Linked DNA regions of Pan troglodytes: region 1 is linked to region 2. A link is a contact called in public capture Hi-C data. All regions are on one chromosome and are shown on one strand. The core of a region is the stretch at or near the end of the contact, and the rest is flanking DNA. Distances in the headings are between cores, read along the strand shown.

Evidence for each region. Capture Hi-C pulls out chosen DNA fragments and counts their contacts.
Region 1: a capture Hi-C map of stem cell-derived neural stem cells shows a contact between it and region 2, with 4 times the contacts expected there. The contact joins two enhancer-like sites. A contact is called at or near these places in 3 of 7 Hi-C or Micro-C datasets (induced pluripotent stem cells and stem cell-derived neural progenitor cells) and 1 of 1 other capture datasets (stem cell-derived neural stem cells).

What each region holds. Positions count from the first base shown.
Region 1 is chr16:47,820,720-47,826,974 of NHGRI_mPanTro3-v2.0_pri, forward strand. No RefSeq gene overlaps it. Among named protein-coding and RNA genes, the nearest start is that of PRTG, 60 kb to the left of the region's middle. Within about 2 kb of position 4,047, at least 2 of the 24 cell types and tissues checked have an H3K27ac peak or open chromatin away from gene starts, as enhancers often do. A contact at or near this core is called in stem cell-derived neural stem cells, where this site is marked.
Region 2 is chr16:47,666,398-47,672,433 of NHGRI_mPanTro3-v2.0_pri, forward strand. The region is part of intron 11 of PRTG (protogenin); the gene reads right to left. Among named protein-coding and RNA genes, the nearest start is that of PYGO1, 64 kb to the left of the region's middle. Within about 2 kb of position 4,519, at least 4 of the 24 cell types and tissues checked have an H3K27ac peak or open chromatin away from gene starts, as enhancers often do. A contact at or near this core is called in stem cell-derived neural stem cells, where this site is marked.

The DNA of each region.
Region 1 (6,255 bases), core at 2,797-5,296, 150 kb after region 2:
AAATTCACTTTTCATCTCCAGGACTGGCTTTGGGTAAAATGAAGAATTTGGCCCTCTTGGCCTTAAGTCCTTTTCCTGCCCTGCACACAGTAACCCGAGAAGACTAGAAAACCACATTTTCTGGGCCTCTCCAGCCTAGCTGCTGCCAGAGATCTGAGGCTGCAAAATTGTATCTGTGACCCTCTGTGTGGCAATTAGGCAATTGCCAGCCTAAGTGGCCATTTGTGCCTTCTGAATAGCATGTAAATGGCTGATTGTAGGTGCAATTCAGCAGCACATGCTCTTGGATATCTGCAGTTTTGCTTCTGAGCAAAGGGAAAGACCACAGTGGGGAAGTGCCCCTCACCACCCGCCGTTTCTCTTTACCCCTTCCCTAAATACTGAGGACTAAATATTGAGAACTGAGGAAGACAATTTTGATATTCTTGGAGCAAGCAAAAAAGTGGAAAATTCGGTCACATTCAAGAAACATCAACCCTAGGATTTAAAAAGTTAGTTTAGAGGCAGCTGCTAAGCAGGTGAGTTTTGAGCCTCCTTTTCAAAGCTAAGGGGAAATTAACAAATGGTCAGCCCACCTCCCTGCTGGAAACATGAATCAGTGGTGCCACCTCCTGGCAGAAACGACCTTCGGACCAAGGCTGGGAAAAACATGGCAGCCATTTTGTTTTGGGTGCCAGAAAGTTCAGCGCTGGGAGAAATCACAGGACTGGTTCCAGTACAACCTCTTCATTTTAGAGGAAATGAGGCCTGGAAAAGGGACATGAAAAAATCTGTGAACTGAGACTGAGGAGCGAAATGATCCAATATCTGTTGAATCTTTACTAAAGGCTGAACACTGTGCAAAGCATAACTACATCCTCACAACAACCCTACGAGGAAGATATATTTTGTACCATTTTCCAGGTAAGAAAAGTAAGGATCAGAGAGGTTCAAGTGATACCTAATAAATAACAGAGCTATCTCTACCTTTAAGACACATGATATCACATGGAACAGATATTAAACTCGGGCTGGAATGTGTCTGGAAAAAATGCTGCCATATTGTCCCGCTCTGGAGTCCTTCAAGCCTGAATGAAAACAGGCCCTGTTCTGTGGAGTGGGGGGTTCCCCAGGGAGCAATGGAATGGCATCCTGAGAAGGCAGGTGGTTCCTGAGAAGTGGATCAGTAAAAATCATTTATCCCACACCCTGTTCTCTCCATTAGTTTTTTCATAAATTTCAGACCAGCTTCTTATTTGGAAAATATGGTCCTTATGTGGAACACAGCAGAAACTCAACAGATAGTTTTAGTTAAATGAACTGTTGCAAAACGGAATTTGAAAATAATTTCTTTATTCAATGCTGTAACCTTCTCTAACATGCATGTACACGTACACACACACACACACACACACTTCCAATTCTTTTTTTTTTTTTTTTTTGAGACGGAGTCTTGCTCTGTCGCCCAGGCTGGAGTGCAGTGGCCCAATCTTGGCTCGGTGCAAGCTCTGCCTCCCGGGTTCATGCCATTCTCCTGCCTCAGCCTCCCGAGTAGCTGGGACTACAGGTGCCCACCACCACCCCGGCTAATTTTTTTGTATTTTTAGTAGAGACAGGGTTTCACCGTGTTAGCCAGGATGGTCTCGATCTCCTGACCTTGTGATCCACCTGCCTCAGCCTCCCAAAGTGCTGGGATTACAGACGTGAGCCACTGCGTCCGGCCATACACTTCCAATTCTTGATCTGAAGTCCAACACTCTACCTCTGAGCTATACCGCCTCCTTATACTTCTTTTTTTTTTTTTAAGATGGAGTCTCACTCTGTCACCCAGGCTAGAGTGCAGTGGTGCGATCTCTGCTCACTGCAACCTCTGCCTCCTGGGTTCACACCATTCTCCTGCCTCAGCCTCCCGAGTAGCTGGGAATACAGGCACCCGCCACCACACGTGGCTAATTTTTTGTATTTTTAGTAGAGACGGGGTTTCAATGTGTTAGCCAAGATGGTCTCGATCTCTTGTCCTCGTGATCTGCCTGTCTCAGCCTCCCAAAGTGCTGGGATTACAGGCGTGAGCCACCGCACCCGGCCCCACTTCCAGTTCTTTACCCAGCTTGAATACCTCCAGGAAACTCACTAGTTTTAGAGGTGACCTATTTTCAGTAAGTGCCTATTATTAAAATTATTCCTGTTGTTGAGTCAGTTTGTCATGCAACAAATGCGCTCCCTTGTCCTAACTATGACCAATTAGGCAACACAGGACCTATATTGTCTTTTACATCGTAGTGGTCAAGTTTTTACTGCGCTTCTCTTCTTTAAGCTGAATCTCCTTGGTTTCTTCCATAGGTCCTCAACAAGTTTTCCCTTCTCACCGTACAGCCTCTATTTCTGGTGACACTGTGTCCCCAGAACCCTACCCTGCCTCCTGAGAAGCTTGACTGGTGAGGAGCAGGGCTGACTTCTGCTTAGGCCCAGGAACATCCAGACCCAGCACTGCCTACTTCTGGATTATTGGGTAAGACACATGAACCTGTAGAGCCAGCTTTCTGTTACTTACAGCTGAACACTTTCCTAACGGATACAGGTATGTGCTTTGTACCTAGCTCTGTGAAGACTGTTTACTAATGCCATCTTAATCCTGGGGAAAATGGATTAACCGTCCCCCTCTCAGGCTGTCATCTGTAAAATGAAGGATCTGGGCCTGATTACCTCTGTGGTCCTTTCACGTCTCTGATGTAAGCCCCATTGGCATCACCACAATAGTGCTGAGCGCCTACACTGGACTCTATAAACAGTAGTGGCATTTTTCTTCAGTGATTTACAGTCACAACTGCACTTCATTTGCATTTTAATATTTTTCTTCCTGAAAATAGTTTTCATAATTGCTCCAGGTTATTTTGGAGAAGAGAGAAGGGTTTTTGCAGAATCTGTTCCAGCTGACTTGGAGAATCCTTAATATTCCAGGTCCTCTCTCTTTTCCTTGCCCTCCTCCCACTTGTCAGCCAGCTCAGGCAAGTCACTGCAAGCAAGTGCCCCCAGATACCAGTTTCCATTGCTTGGTTGCCCAGAGAGAGGAGTGGGAGGTGGGCAAGTGTTGTGGTGTGGGCTATTGCCCACTGTCCACCAAGCTCAGGCGGAGGGACAACACTGAGAGTACTGTCTGATGAGCCCAATATAGCATAGGCTACTGACTAATGTCAGGACATCTCAGGCCTGTATGTCTTCACCTGTGTGACGGGTTGGTCATGATATCCCCTGCCCTGCCTAGCCTGCCCTGTGAGGTTGCATTGAGGTTTAACGCTGTGAGGAGGCTATACAAATCAGGATTAATTTTAGGATTATGATAGCCACTCTTTCCATATAATTATAATTTTTATGATCAAGACTATCATTATTATTTATTACAATTCCATAAATGTGGAATGTTGTCTTTATCTCCATATCTCCATGTGGTTAGAACATAATTTGTGCAATTACTGCATTTATCGTGATGGAGAATACAGAGAATTCAGAGCATATAATTATTCTGGCAAAAGAAGCATTTACGATTATATCTTCCTAAAGGGGAAATGCACTCCTTTAAAGTAAATTACAGTTGCCTGGTTATGGCCATTCAAAGACCCCATTATTTCTGACTTTTTCTTGTAAATCTCTGAAAAGCAAGGCAAGGATTAAGGCTGAAACTCTAATTCGAGCCCAGCTTCAGGGCTGGAGGCTGCCATTGAGTATTCTCGGGTTTCCCTGTGGGTAATGGAAGGCAGCAACTCCTCTAGTGGCCACCACTGCATGGGAATAATCATCAAAAGAGAGAAGAGACAAAAATATTTTAATTGTCTTGTAACCTCTCCTTAGCTGTGAAACAAGGTGGCCTTTACAGCTGCCCCCCAGAGAGACTAAACACTGGGCTGGGACTGTTTTGAATGGAAAGCTATAAAGTGCAAGCATCTAAAAGGAGTACTGCTCTGTAATCACCGCTGCTATTTATAGAGCTTGCCCAGCTCCTCAGGCTTATGGCTGCACAGGGAACACCTCTCAGCAGCTGCCTTTACCAGCTGACCTTGCTCAGATTGGGGGTGGAGGTCCCCGTGGAACCTGCAGCTGGAGGAAACCTGGGCCCTGTGATGCTGCAGTCACTCACACAAGGTGTCCCAGGAAGGTACCAGGGCTTGAGTCCAGGCCAGAGCCTTCCACCATGCCAGGCTGTGTGGGAGGAAGGTGAACAGACTGGTTGATCCCTCATCTCTTCTCTCTCTATCGTACACTAAACTTGGAAGCCAGGATTTATTCCCTCGGAATAATAAAATACCTAGAAGTTCTCTGCTAATGAAATTGAGCAGCTCTAGAGTTGTCTGGATTCTAGCATTTAGGGTCTGTTCAGTGTACAGCTGGCTTCCTGCTCAATCACCTGCTGGCTGACAGGCTTTTCTCCTACTCACACTCCTTAACTCCTCATTCTTTTTTTTTTTGAGATAGGGTCTCACTATGTTGCCCAGACTGGAATGCAGTGGTGCAATCTTGGCTTACTGCATCCTCGACCTCCCAGGCTCAAGTGATCCTCCCACTTCAGCCTCCCAAGTAGCTGGGACTACAGGCATGCACCACCAGGCTCAGCTAACTTTTGTATTTCTTTTTCTAGAGGTGAGGTTTTGCCATGTTGACCAGATTGGTCTCAAACTCCTGGCCTCAAGTGATCTACCTGCCTCGACCTCCCAAAGTGCTGGGATTACAGGTGTGAGCCAGTGCACCGGCAACTCCTCATTCTTTATTTTTTTTTTCAGATGGAGTCTCACTCTGTCACCCCAGCTGGGGTTGAGTGGCGTGATCTCAGCTCATTGCAACCTCGGCCTCCTGGGTTCAAGTGATTCTCCTGCCTCAGCCTCCCAAGTAGCTGGAATTACAGGCCTGTGCCATCACACCCAGCCACCATGCCTGGCTGCAACTCCTCGTTCTTAAACATGAGCAGAAGTGCAAGGATTACCAGACAGTTGGTTAAAATAAATGAAAAAGTTAAACAAAAAGAAAAATTGACCTCTAGAAAACAAAAGTAATTCAGAGAACAGAACAGAACTTAAAACAAAAACACCAATCTGTATATAGTATGCTCAGAAGGTATCATGTCCATAAAACAAGAACAGGATGTTATAAAACAGGAAAAAAAAGAGTTAGAAATTAAAATATGATTGCTGAAATGGAAACTAAATGGAGATATGAGAAAATAAAGACAAGGAAATCTCTCAGAAAAACAAACAAACAAAAAAAAGACAAAGACATGAAAAAGTAAAGATACAGAAGATATGGGCCAGGTGCAGTGACTCATGCCTGTAATCCCGGCACTTTGGGAGGCTGAGGTGGGCAGATCACTTGAGGTCAGGAGTTCAAGACCAGCCTGGCTAATATGGTGAAACCCTGTCCCTACCAAAAATACAAAAGTTAGCCAGGTGTGGCGGTGCACGCCTGTAATCCCAGCAACCTGGGAGGCTGAGCCAGGAGAATGGAAGTTTAGACTCAGCCTTCAGTCTCCTAAGTTTCAGAAACAAAGAACCATGAACATGGAAGAAAGGAAATAATGAAGGAAATAATATAAGAAAAATTTCTAAAGCTGAATGACATTACAATGGCAATGAATGACATTGTAATTAAAATGAGCCACTGAGTGCTTAGCACAATAAATCAAGAAAATAGATGTATACCTATGTATAGCATGAAAGTTCACAATACTGAAAATGAGGAAGATCCTAAATATTTCAAAGGAGAATAAAACAGGACATCTACAAAGAGGCAAGAATCAGAATAACAATAGCAACCGTAAATGCTAGAAGTTAGTGAGAAAGACCTCAAAATTCTGAGGGAGAATGATTATCAACAAGAGATCAATATCCAACAAAACTATCATTTGAACATGAGAGTAAAGCCAAGATATTTTCAGGACTCAAAACGATTTCATGCAAACCCTTTCTTAGGAATTTGCTTTCAGATATGCTGTAGAAACATGAAGAGCAAAATCAGGAAAAAAATAAGATCTAAGCAATAGTGGATCCAATGTAGGGGAGTAGTCAAGGTGTTCCAGAGATCCCTTCAGCAATTAGTCCAAACTGGAGCAGGAAGACAGGAATCCCAAGAAAGAGATATCCAGGGAAAACGGACACGTAATACTTAAGTTATGAAGAATTTGGAAATAATTGGGAATTTAAAAAGGCAATTGGTGGAATAAACATAAAGGAAAACAAATGAGAAATTCCAGAAAAAAAGCCAGAAAGCTAAACAAAAGGTAAAACTTCAATT
Region 2 (6,036 bases), core at 3,269-5,768:
ATACTATTGAAACAACTGTGTTTTGTGTTTGTGGCCACTAAGAATGCTTGCTGCTTTGGCAACCATGTCACATGGTATATATTCCTTCCAGTGGTATATCTACCTTTACCCACATCTTCCATATTGATCTAATAATCTCTCATCTGCCAACAAAGAAATGGCCCTAATGATGATAAATGCTTTGGAAAACAATAAATTCCTTTTGTAGTGGAAGAACAGTAAGTCATTTCATTAAAGGGAAATCTGGAAGAATTTGAGGGCAAGTATTAGAAACAGCAAGCACATGGACCCAAAAATTAATTCAATCTGTTATTAATAATTATATCCCATTTTTACAATGAGGTGTTTCTTATCCTCAATGACCAGACTCAGAACAAGACAAAGGCCTATAAAATGAGACTCTCTAATGCCAAAATCTTTTAAAGTTGTCAACAACTTGCTTAATTCCATTCTAACTGCATATGATCTAACAATAATAATGCATTAACTGTATCTCTGTGCAACACCTTAAGTAACCTACACTGAAACATGTTTCTAAACACCACACAACAAAAAACCCCATGCCTTTGTCCGGCATTTTACTTGAAAAACTTGCATTTCTGTTCTCCATCACTAGATGGCATCTGTGTACCTGTTAGGAGAGTGATGACCCACTCATCCAGGTGTTGAGATTGGGAGATATTCAGAAAACAGCTGAATTCTAGTATCTGAGTATCTGATGAATGAGCAAATCAAAACAGTTATGCAGGAACTATGGCAATTGCTTAAGTTTCACCAAATGAAAGTCCTGATGAAATAGCAGTAAAAAGAAGGGCTATCTTGGATAAGTATTTGCCACACCTATAAATATTTCATATAAACTTCAAAAACCTCTGTATTGGCCGGGCGCGGTGGCTCACACCTGTAATCCCAGCACTTTAGGAGGCCAAGGCAGGCGGATTATGACGTCAGGAGTTTGAGACCAGCCTGGCCAATATGGTGAAACCCCGTCTCTACTAAAAATACAAAAATTAGCCGGGCGTGGTGATACGTGCCTACAGTCCCAGCTACTCGGGAGGCCAAGGCAGAAGAATCACTTGAACCCAGGAAGCGGAGGTTGCAGAGACCCGAGATCACGCCACTGCACTCCAGACTGAGCAAGACTCCGTCTCAAAAAAAAAAAGAAAAAACAAAAAAAACAAAAACAAAAAAAACCCCTCTGTATCAGTTTTGCTTCCGTGTCCTCTACAGTGAGTGGATGCTGAGCCAAATAGAAGACAACATTCCTAATGACTCAGTGCTACTAAGAAGCTAAGAGACAGCCTAGCATAGTGGTTAAGAGCTGGCATATTAAACCCAGGCTGACTGGAATTCCAACACTAGCTTGGTCATTACTATGAAACTTGGAGAAGTTATTTTTTCTCTCTGTACCTTGGTTACAATCACCTGTAAAATGGGTATGACAATGATAATAGCATCCATCTCATGAGATGTTGGGGAGGGAAAATAATTTAATTCACATGAAGTGCTTTAAAAGAGGGCTTGAGTATAACAACAACAACAATAGTAATATACTAATAAAAATATCAATAGTGGTGGGGCACGGTGGCTCACACCTGTAATCCTAGCACTTTGGGGGGCCAAGGCGGGTGGATCAGCTGAGGCCATGAGTTAGAGACCAGCCTAGCTAACATGGTGAAACTCCATCTCTACTAAAAATACAAAAATTAGCCACGTGTGGTGGTGAGCACACAAAGAAAGTAATTCCAGCTACTCGGGTGGCTGAGGCACAAGAATCGCTTCAAACTGGGAGGTGGAAGTTGAAGTGAGCTGAGATTGCGTCACTGCACTCTGGCCTGGGAGACAGAGCGAGACTCAGTCTCAATAAATAAATAAATAAATAAATAAATAGTAATAATATAATTGCTATTAGCATCCTATGATTCCTAAGCCCTGCTCCCTCTCATGTACAAGTGCAGGGTGGTGTAGTAATTGAACAACAGACTCCATAACCACACTAACTTGGGTTTTGGGTTTGAATCAAGTTTCATTATCTATAAAATGTGGATTAAATGAGTTTATATTTGTAAAATGTTTAGAAAAACATCATAGGTGTCTTTTAGTGCTAAATGACTAAATTTAAGGGAGAAAGCTGGTTTGGGAATTTGGAGATTTGGATATAAATCTTAGATTAACACGCTGTGTGGCTATGAAAGTTGCTCAGTCTGGTGGAGTTCAGTTTTCTCATCTGTACGATTAGAAAGCTGACACGTTTGTCAGTGTTCTCAAATTTCTTTACATAACAACCTATTAGGGGAGCTAAGACAAAAAAAAGGGTAAATATAAGTACCATCTAAGATAGGAATAACTGCTGCAAAAGAGATGTGTTAAACTCTAAGGGCATTCACAAGAGAGAACGATTACCACTTACTTGGAGAGTGGGCAGGGCTTCACAGAGGAGGTGGCATTTGAGCAGAACTTGACCCTACAAGAAGCATGGGGAAGAAGAGATCTAGGCCAAGGGAAGAGTATAAGCAAAGGTGTGGAGAGAGGAGCACATTCTCCCTGAGAGAAGTCACAGGGAGGAATTCAGATTTGCAGCAGTAAAGGGTATTTTATGGGGGAGGGTCACACAGAAAAGTGAGGCTGGGGACAGATCACACAGAGCTTTGAGAGCCATTGTGGATTTTATTAAATATACATGGAAGGCAGATGACTAAATGGAACTGTTGAGAGAAGAGACTAAGGAGTAAGAAAGCACCAAGTGGCTGAGCTTGGTGGCTCATGCCTGTAATCCCAGCACTTTGGGAGGCCAAGGGTGGCAGATGGCTTGAGCTCAGGAGTTCAAGACCAGCCCGGGCAACACAGCAAAGCCCCCATCCCTACCAAAAATACAGAAATTAGCTAGGCATGACAGTGCATTCCTATAGTCCCAGCTACTTGGTATGCTTAGGTAGGAGGATTGCTTGAGCCCAGGAGGCAGAGGTTGTAGTGAGCTGTGATCCCACCACTGCACTCCAGCCTGGGTGACAGAGTGAGACTCAGTCTCAAAAAAAAGAAAGGAAAAGAACATGTCAAAGTTTCCAGGTCAGGTCAACCAACAGAAATGGAAGAGGACATGCTTGGCAGAGGGTTGTCCTTCAGTTCCAAGTCTGTGCTTTTGGGCCTATTTTGTAAAACAGGGGCCCTATATCACTAATGTTTGAGAAATCAGATAGCAAATAGTAAGAGTATGTGTAAAAGAGTACCTTCCAAAGAATGGCATCCACTCCTACAAAGTGGCTTGAAACCTTTCCCCCCGCCCCCCCAACTTCTTGGTTAAGTTATCTCTGAAACAGGCCCTGAATAAATGGGAGATATGAATACATACATTCAACCTACGCAAACGTCCAGTAGAACAAAAGCAGAATAATCAGATATATAAACATTAGGTAGTAAATTAATTTTACTTTAAGGAGAACACATTCAAGAATTCCAATCCTGCTGGCTTTTGATCATTGCTTTATTCTTACACTTCAAGACCCAAGGCAAAAGCTAAAAAGCCCGCTGAGTAGGAAGCTTCTACACCATACCTTCCCCCCAATACCATGAAGAGTAAGTACTGCCTGATTGAAGATGAACTAAGATAGTAAAACCGACGGACATCAAATTCAAACTTTATGGACTCTTTGTTGTAATACTAACAGGTTTGTTCCCTGGAAAATGCATAAGAAAAAACAATCATTTCAAAGTACTGGGCTGTGGATCAACAATAACAGATGATATTTGGGTCATGAAAACTAGGTCTTTGTTGCTTTCAGGTGATGTTTGTTTCTGAGGCTCCAGAAGCCTTGAAAAGAGCCAGGTCAGAGCAAGCAGGTCGGGGTTAGATAAAATTAAGAGAAAACCTGAGGTCAAGAATATGAGAAAACTTTTCCCCCAAAGGAGTGACTCCACCTCCAACACTATTTCTAAAATTCAGCTCTGGTGAAGACTTAGAGAGTTTTATTTCCCATCCTTCTATGGAAATTCTCAAGTAGGGGGAAAAAATCCTCCTACGACCAAAGGAAGATAAAGCAATTACATCTACTTTAGGATTGCCCTCTGCCACTTTTCAGTTTACACACAGGAACATGCTGGGGTGGCCTAATAAAATGCATAAAGAAAATAAAAAAGCATTATTTGAAAATGACTATGTATAAATTGTTTACTTAAAATGCTGCTATAGAAAAGCTTTGCTATAGTAGCAACAAACTGTCACAATTAACACAGCTTCAAAGCATTAAAAATCGTCGAATTAGAATATATATGCAAAAGTAGGTAGCAATCAGAAAATATGCTGATATAACGTCAGGATATGCGAAGTCTCAAGATGTTTAGGTAGGAAATGATCAGAATAAGTAAGAAAGGTGAAAGTCTGAAGGATGAAACCTAGTGTCTAGCCAAATGTCCATTGTTAATTTAATCTTTTGTGCTACAAGGTTTTGTGTGAGCCTTTTCAGGCCCATTGTTCCCCTGCAGTCCAACTGGAGAGCTCCTTGGTCTGGCTAGCCAGGGTGACTGCACTGCCCCCAAGCCTGTCCCTTCGACACAATACCACCCATATAATTATTCAGAGAAGAGGCCAGCGGTAAGGCCTGCTCTGACACCTGGGTCATGGCCTCTGACATAGAATCTGGGGCCAGCTCAAGTCTGGCCCAGCAGCAGAGGAGCAGGAAAAATGCTAAGGGGGATGGGTGGGAAAGGGAAGCCGAGTGAAACGCTACGATAAAATGCTATGTGTAAGCACAGTAACAAAAACACAAATCACATTTGCACAATGCGATCTGCCTTCAAGTTTTCCAAATGTAAGACTACAGTGTTTCTCCAACTGAAATCACACCGAGATGAGGGGAGCAGATCTCTAAGACAGAATTCTTTGTCTCATATCGTCAAACTTGTGTTAGAATGGAAAACGTTAATTCATGATGATTAAAATAATATCTTACATGAAGGTACTAGTATGCTGATTTAAAAACAGGTTTTTAGCTAAAAGAATGTAAACTTTAAGCCTAGATTAAAAATTCATTCTCCATTTATAAACTGAATTTCTAAAAGGGATTGTTAATCAGAAACATTTTTCACTTTGTTTGCATTATAAATTTAAAGGAATTCTCTTTAATGATGACTATGTCAAAATGTTATAAATTTGTTGTATGATAATATATAGAAGATTTGAGTATAAAATAGACAGAACGGCAGATGGAGGGGTCAGTCCTTCACTTCTCAAACTTTCCCTGTGTATTCTATATACAGCTTTCATGGAAGCTGACCGGTAGAGTACTTGTCTAAACCTGAAATGATACACTCTTTTGTTTTGCTCCCACCCCCCGAAGGGTCTTAAGACAAATAACACCTCTCACTCCCAGTAAAAACATCCCCTCTCCTACTGAGTTTAGAATAATTTAGAAGAAAGTTCTTTGTACGTGTCATTTGAGAATCAGTTTCCTACCAAAATAAGTATATTCTATTGATCATCTCTATTTCTTTTTTTTTTTTCCTGAGATGGAGTTTCGCTCTTTGTTGCCCAGGCTGGAGTGCAATGGTGCGATCTCGGCTCACTGCAACCTCTGCCTCCTGAGTTCAAGTGATTCTCCTGCCTCAGCCTCCTGAGTAGCTGGGATTACAGGTATGTCCCACCATGCCCAGCTAATTTTTGTACTTTTAGTAGAGACGGGGTTTTCCCCTGTTAGCCAGGCTGGTCTCGAACTCCTGACCTCAGGTGATCTGCCCGCCTGGGCCTCCCAAAGTGCTTGGATTATAGGCGTCAGCCACTGCGCCCGGCCAGATAATTTCTATGTTTAAAACCTCCCCCAAATAACTGGGATTGTTTTGTAAACTTCAGAAGCATAAGGCTTTCCCAGCTATGTTGTGTTCACTAATGTTTTGATCCTGTTATTCTTTTTTTGATCACGTAATTTCATTTTTAATTGTCCATCAGGCTTTTAAGAATTCTTTTTAAAACATTTTTTATTTTTTGACAAATGTATTACCTTAGGATGTCTAGATAAGAAATATTTAGAGTTGAAGATTTCTATT